Regions from separate parts of the Sus scrofa genome. Here region 1 is linked to region 2. The links are chromatin contacts, called in public HiChIP or PLAC-seq maps. All regions are on one chromosome and are shown on one strand. The core of a region is the stretch at or near the end of the contact, and the rest is flanking DNA. Distances in the headings are between cores, read along the strand shown.

Region 1 (2,700 bases), core at 54-2,553, 530 kb before region 2:
CCATGTTCCAGGCCCTATGCCAGATGCTGCGAGTATACCCCAATCCACTGAATCTCAGCATGGTCAGTGTCTTGCTCTATTGGATGTCACATCATTTATTCCAATATTTAGAAATGGGGAAATTATGTCTGAAGATATTTGTGTACTAATTTCTACAAGACTATGTAATTTACCTGTTTATCTTATTGCTTTGGCCACCAGGAAGCTCAGATCCAGATAAGAGCAAATATATTAGAGTTTGGGTTTAACATTTCAGTTTTCTGAATTTTTCCTCCTTGCCCAGATTTTTTATTTTGATTGTATAAATTCTACTGAAAATTGGCCTTTATTACAAAACACCTGAAATCTTTTTTTCAAAGGAGGATACATGGAAATGATCAACTAAGATCTTTACTGCATGTTCTTAAACTCCCACTTACCCTCACTCCCATAGCTCCCCACTTACAAAATCCCTTGAGCAGTGGCTACTACTGTTCCCAGTCCCTGAAGGTAGCTAGAAGCCTCTAAAATACAGACAGAAAAAAATAGTTTCCTCAAATCATGGCCTCAACTTTGGTGCCAGATGCACATTTGTAGAGTAGGCAGCCAGTTAGATTCTCACCTGGGCAGTTAATAAAATCTATTGCTCCGTGATGGACTTTTTTTCTGCAAGCTAGAATTGATCTGTTGTCTTCGTGATTTGTGAGATGGCAGGGAAACACCAAACACCATCATGATTTGAGCCACAGTGGAAAAGAAAAAAAAAGAAAAAGAAAAAAAAGAAAAGAAAGAAAGAAAAAGAAAAGAAAAAATCACTGCCAAGTCTTTCCAGGCATAGAATGGGCTGGAACTGCTAGGGTCATTTTATTTGATTTATTGGAAATAAAGTGGATCTTATTAACATTTTAATAAAGAGAATCTTTTGCACTGTGCTGGAAGTGGCCACCAGTCCCCCATGCAATTCCGTTCTTTGGAAAAGTGGCATCGGCCGGCTTTGCCCAGAGTGATTTGTGGGGCTGGGCCCCAACAGTCCAAAAAACCAAACTGGCTTCCTCCTCGGAGGGGCTCGCTCTCTGCGAGGTGCTCGCCCGTATCTGCCATGCAAAATGAGGGAGCTTTATGAAGGAATCCGTCTTGTAAAGCCATTGGTCCTGGTCATCAGCCTCTACCCAATGCTTTCGTGATGCTGCCGCTGATCTATTTGGGAAGTTGGCTGGCTGGCGAGGCAGAGCCTCTCCTCAAAGCCTGGCTCCCACGGAAAATATGCTCAGTGCAGCCGCGTGCATGAATGAAAACGCCGCCGGGCGCTTCTAGTCGGGCAAAATGCAGCCGAGAACTCCGCTCGTCCTGTGCGTTCTCCTGTCCCAGGTAGGGAAGAGGGGCTGCTGGGCGCGCCCCGCGCCCCGTTTCTGCATTCCGATCGCCTGGTGCCGGCTGGGCAAGAGGGCTTTCGGGGGTCGGGGGACTCCAGGCGCGGCGGCAAAGACAGCTCGGGCTCAGAAGAGAGGTCATTCTCAGCCCCTGACATCCTGGCGGAGGGGGTGGTAGTGGTGGTGGGGTGTTGCGGTGTGCTGGTTTCCCACCCGGCTTTCCTGTGTGTGTGTCTGTGTGTGTGTGTGTGTGTGTGTGTGTGTGTGTACTGTATACGTACGTTCGGGGGGAGGAGGAGAGAGCTCGGAGTCCTTTTTTTCGCAGGCAGAGGCGACATTCTCGCCTGCATCAAGTGGGGTAACTTTGATTCACCTCCTCCTCCAGAGGCTCATGCACTGGAGAAAGACTCAGTTGGAGGTGACTCCGAGGAGTCATGGTTTCCTCCAACCCAGTGCCTAGCAGGGGGAGCGCAGCTGCGGTCCGGATTGCGGGCTGCTGGGCTGGAGAGGCTGGCCTGGCATCGCCGACTTCCCGGGGCACCCGGGCCCCCTCGCCCAGCCCAGCGGCGCGCTGGAAGGCGCCTCCGGCCAGCCGAGCAAGCAGAGCGCCGCAGCCCGGCTGCCGCTGTCGCTCAAAGCCGCCCGTCTCGCCCGCATTGGGGTCCATTCCCTCCTTGATCTCGGGCCGGTAAGGGCCTGAGTGTGAGCCCCTCACCCCCGGCGGGGCACAGACCCCAGCCCCCTGCGCCTCCTTTGTCTAGCTCGCTAGAGCTCTGCTTCAGAGCCCAGACTGCCGCTTCTGCTGTGTTCCGGGGCAGGCGAGTGCCGAGCATGGAGAAAAGTTCAAGCCTTGCCCACCCTGGCTGCAGCTGCTTGTTAACCCTCGGAGCTCTGAGGCTTGAGGGAGGGGCCCGCGACCCGGAGAGTGGGCCAGGGAGACGTGGTCCTCCAGCAACCACCTCTGAGATCTCAGGAAGTTTGTGCTCTGGAAAGCAGTACCCTGAGGAGGCCAGGCTGGAGGTGCTGGCTGGTGGCTGAGGGGCAGGCTCAGCCCAGCAGAGGGGCCTGTGGTTGCTGTGACCCGGTCCCCCTGGCCCTCCTGGCAGCCTATGGGATTTGGCATGAGCTAGCAGCCTACAAGTGGGTGGGTGAGATCAAGTCAGGGCCAGGCAGAGAGGAGAGAAGGAGACAGGGAGTGCCTTAGGGTGCTGGGAATGGGTGTTGAGTTCCTGCCAGGACTCCAGGGTGCCAGGGGAGGAGGCACATGTGTGAGTGTGTGGGTGGGGTGAGAGGGAGGGTGAAACAGCTAGAGTCCCAGGCAGTGGCTGCCTGGGTTGTAGAGAAGCAGTGC
Region 2 (2,700 bases), core at 154-2,653:
GCATACGTTCTGCCTTAGTGCAGAAAGAATTCAGGGAGACACAGAGTGACAGGTGAGGGGTTTATTCACATAGGATGCCTGTGAGAGATGCAGGCAGGTGGGCAAGAGAGTGCCGAGGCCCGAGGACTCCGTGGGTTACGGTTTTACAAACAAAGCCAAAGCGAGGAGGGGGAGAAGATCACCTTCGCCCTGGCTCTGGAGTAGAGGTCACATTTCCATCATCAGCTCCTCCTCCGTGTTGGTTGGGGGATCTTTCTGGTCCCCACCTGGTCAGACTGGGACTGTCACGATGCAGTGGAAATAAGCAAAAAGGCACCAACGTGTCTTCAAATACGGCGAATCATGTCAGGTTTCAGTACAATGTCACCTTTTCCTGTATTTTTTTGTAGCTAGTGTGCACAGAGAAGTGTGTCCTAGGAAGCTACATGGGTCTCCTGTTACCATTGTTTTATTGTTTGGGGGCATGTCTCAGGCTTCTCTTGCATGCTTTTGTTGCGAAGCAAGCCTGCTTGGTTTTGTTGTTGGTAAGCCTGCTTTCCTGAGTGGTCATTAACTTAAAGGGGTCTCCCATACTTTTTTCCCTTATTACATTTGCCTAGTGGGATGAGCTATTTAATCACCTGCTTTGGACCTTGACTCTGACTCTATCAACAGTAATCTTTTTCCAAGAGCAGTTCTCTCTTCAAACCAGAGACATTTGTGAGGTTTATTTTTTAAAAGAAAATATATTCCCTTAGGGATTTTTTGTTTTGTTTTGTTTTTTGTGGTTTTTTTCTTTTTTTTGCTTTTGCTTTTTTAGGGCCACACCCTTGGCTTATGGAGGTTCCCAGGCTAGGGGTTGAATCAGAGCTACAGCTGCTGCACACCTACAACAATTCGGGATCTGAGCCACATCTGCGGCAACGCCAGATCCTTAACCCCCTGAACAAGGCCAGGGATTGAACCCGCAACCTCATGGTTCCTAGTCAGGTTCATTTCCGCTGCACCACAATGGGAACTCCAGAAAGGGGTTTTTTAATATTATGGCTAAGATGTTTTTTGCTGCCTAGAGGTGTCAGGCTTGGCCATTACCAACAACGTCCTGATGCTGTTGTGATTATTACTCTTACCTTGGTACTGTAACCATCAGCTCTGATTTACTGAGCCCCTTCCGCCTGCCAGGAAGTCTCCTTGGCACACAGGATCTCATCACATTCTCAACAGCTCTGGGAAATAAATGTCATTATCCTTTTATTATCGATGAGGAAATCGAGAGCTGGAGAGGCGAAGAATCGTGTTCAAGGTCACAGGGTGGATCGCTGGCCAAGCTAGGATTGGGACACATGTTTGTCTAGACAGTGGAACTCCTCGTTAAACAGATATTGGCCTCGGTCCCTGCTGTACACCAGGCACTTTGCCAGGCACTGGGATCCAGGGGCGAGTCTGACATGCTGAGACTGTTGACCTCGTGGAGCTTCCAAGCTGTGGGGATAATGTCAGTTGGATTAAATCAAGTCAAGCAGTGACTAAAAATTCTTTTCATCAGAAGGTGTCACATATCTTATTTTTAGTCTTGCTTCAAGATGGTATTTTCTCCTAATTTAAAAAATGCAAACAGAGGTAATTGGTGTTTCATCAAAATTCTCAGTGTATTTTAATAAAGAATATTTTAAATCAGGGAAAACTATACTGCCATATGGAATTGTGTCATGATCTTTTTCCACTCACTGGTCCTGGCAGAGGAAATCTTGGCAGGAAGATCATGCTGCCTTAGGCGCCACTGCCACTTGGTGGCCTGCATCAGAATTGCAGGCATGGTGGCCTCAGAAATGCTCCTCCCCCACCCCTACCCCCACCCACTTTCTAATTCCACTAGAAGGTATTTTTATCCTGGCTACCTAATCCTCCAGGCCCAGTTGACTGTATTCCAATAGGTGCCTGTTTACTTATAAACTGATTGCAGCCAGATCAGTATCAGCTTTCTTTCATCTGTGTTTCTGAATGTCTGTTGTGTTTGTGACTTTTTTATTGTTATAATCAAATGAATGTTTGCAGGTATCAATGAGAAAGTGTTCTTAAATATACGTGAATACTTGGTTAAACTCTAGAACTAACCTATGCAAATAATAATTTTTTTCATTAGTTGGACACTTTCAAATGACATAAAAACAAAATAAAATGTGACATCTAATTACCTCTTAACCTCATCTCTACTCCAGCCATTCTGGAATTTCCTTGTCTCTCTCACCTGCCTGCTGCCTGTCTGTGCTGTTCCATCTACCTGGAAGTGCCTTCCTGTAGCTTTGCCTTTTGAATGTATTCTTCAAATGTCAAATCAAGGCTGACTACCTATAGGGAATTACCTTAACGTAAATTCAGAAATGAAAGTGTTGGGTAGCAGTGTCTCTAGAGAGACGGAAGGTGGATTCTGAATGCCATCTTCATCTCTTTAACAACTGTGACCATGGCAAGCTTGCTTCATCTCTCTGAGTCTCAGTGATTTCATTCATTAAGTGCAGATAATAGTGTTCCCTCCTCCCACCCCCGCATTGTTGTCTGAGTTTTTTTTTTTAACGTGTGTAAAGTGCATCCTCAACACCGTGTACCTGGTACAAGCAGTGGGGCAAGTGCCACTGCTGACATTTGGATTCATACAAAGACCTCGAATCTTGATGAATGCCTGCCCAGTAGAGAAGTGTCAAAGGTTTTGCGTTGCCTCTT

What was found. HiChIP or PLAC-seq counts read pairs in DNA pulled down with a chosen protein or histone mark.
Region 1: an H3K27ac HiChIP or PLAC-seq map of skeletal muscle shows a contact between it and region 2, with 10 times the contacts expected there. The contact joins the promoter of CDH13 here to the enhancer-like site in region 2. A contact is called at or near these places in 7 of 47 Hi-C or Micro-C datasets (embryonic fibroblasts, fetal heart ventricle, heart right ventricle and 2 more) and 1 of 2 datasets of contacts at active chromatin or transcription factors (skeletal muscle).

The regions. Positions count from the first base shown.
Region 1 is chr6:5,830,791-5,833,490 of Sscrofa11.1, reverse strand. CDH13 (cadherin 13, H-cadherin (heart)) reads left to right here and starts at 1,303. Exons shown (of 14, transcript NM_001109945.1): 1 at 1,303-1,347. The coding sequence starts at 1,303.
Region 2 is chr6:5,297,579-5,300,278 of Sscrofa11.1, reverse strand. The region is part of intron 4 of CDH13 (cadherin 13, H-cadherin (heart)); the gene reads left to right. Among named protein-coding and RNA genes, the nearest start is that of HSBP1, 500 kb to the right of the region's middle. Within about 2 kb of position 1,403, at least 4 of the 83 cell types and tissues checked have an H3K27ac peak or open chromatin away from gene starts, as enhancers often do. A contact at or near this core is called in skeletal muscle, where this site is marked.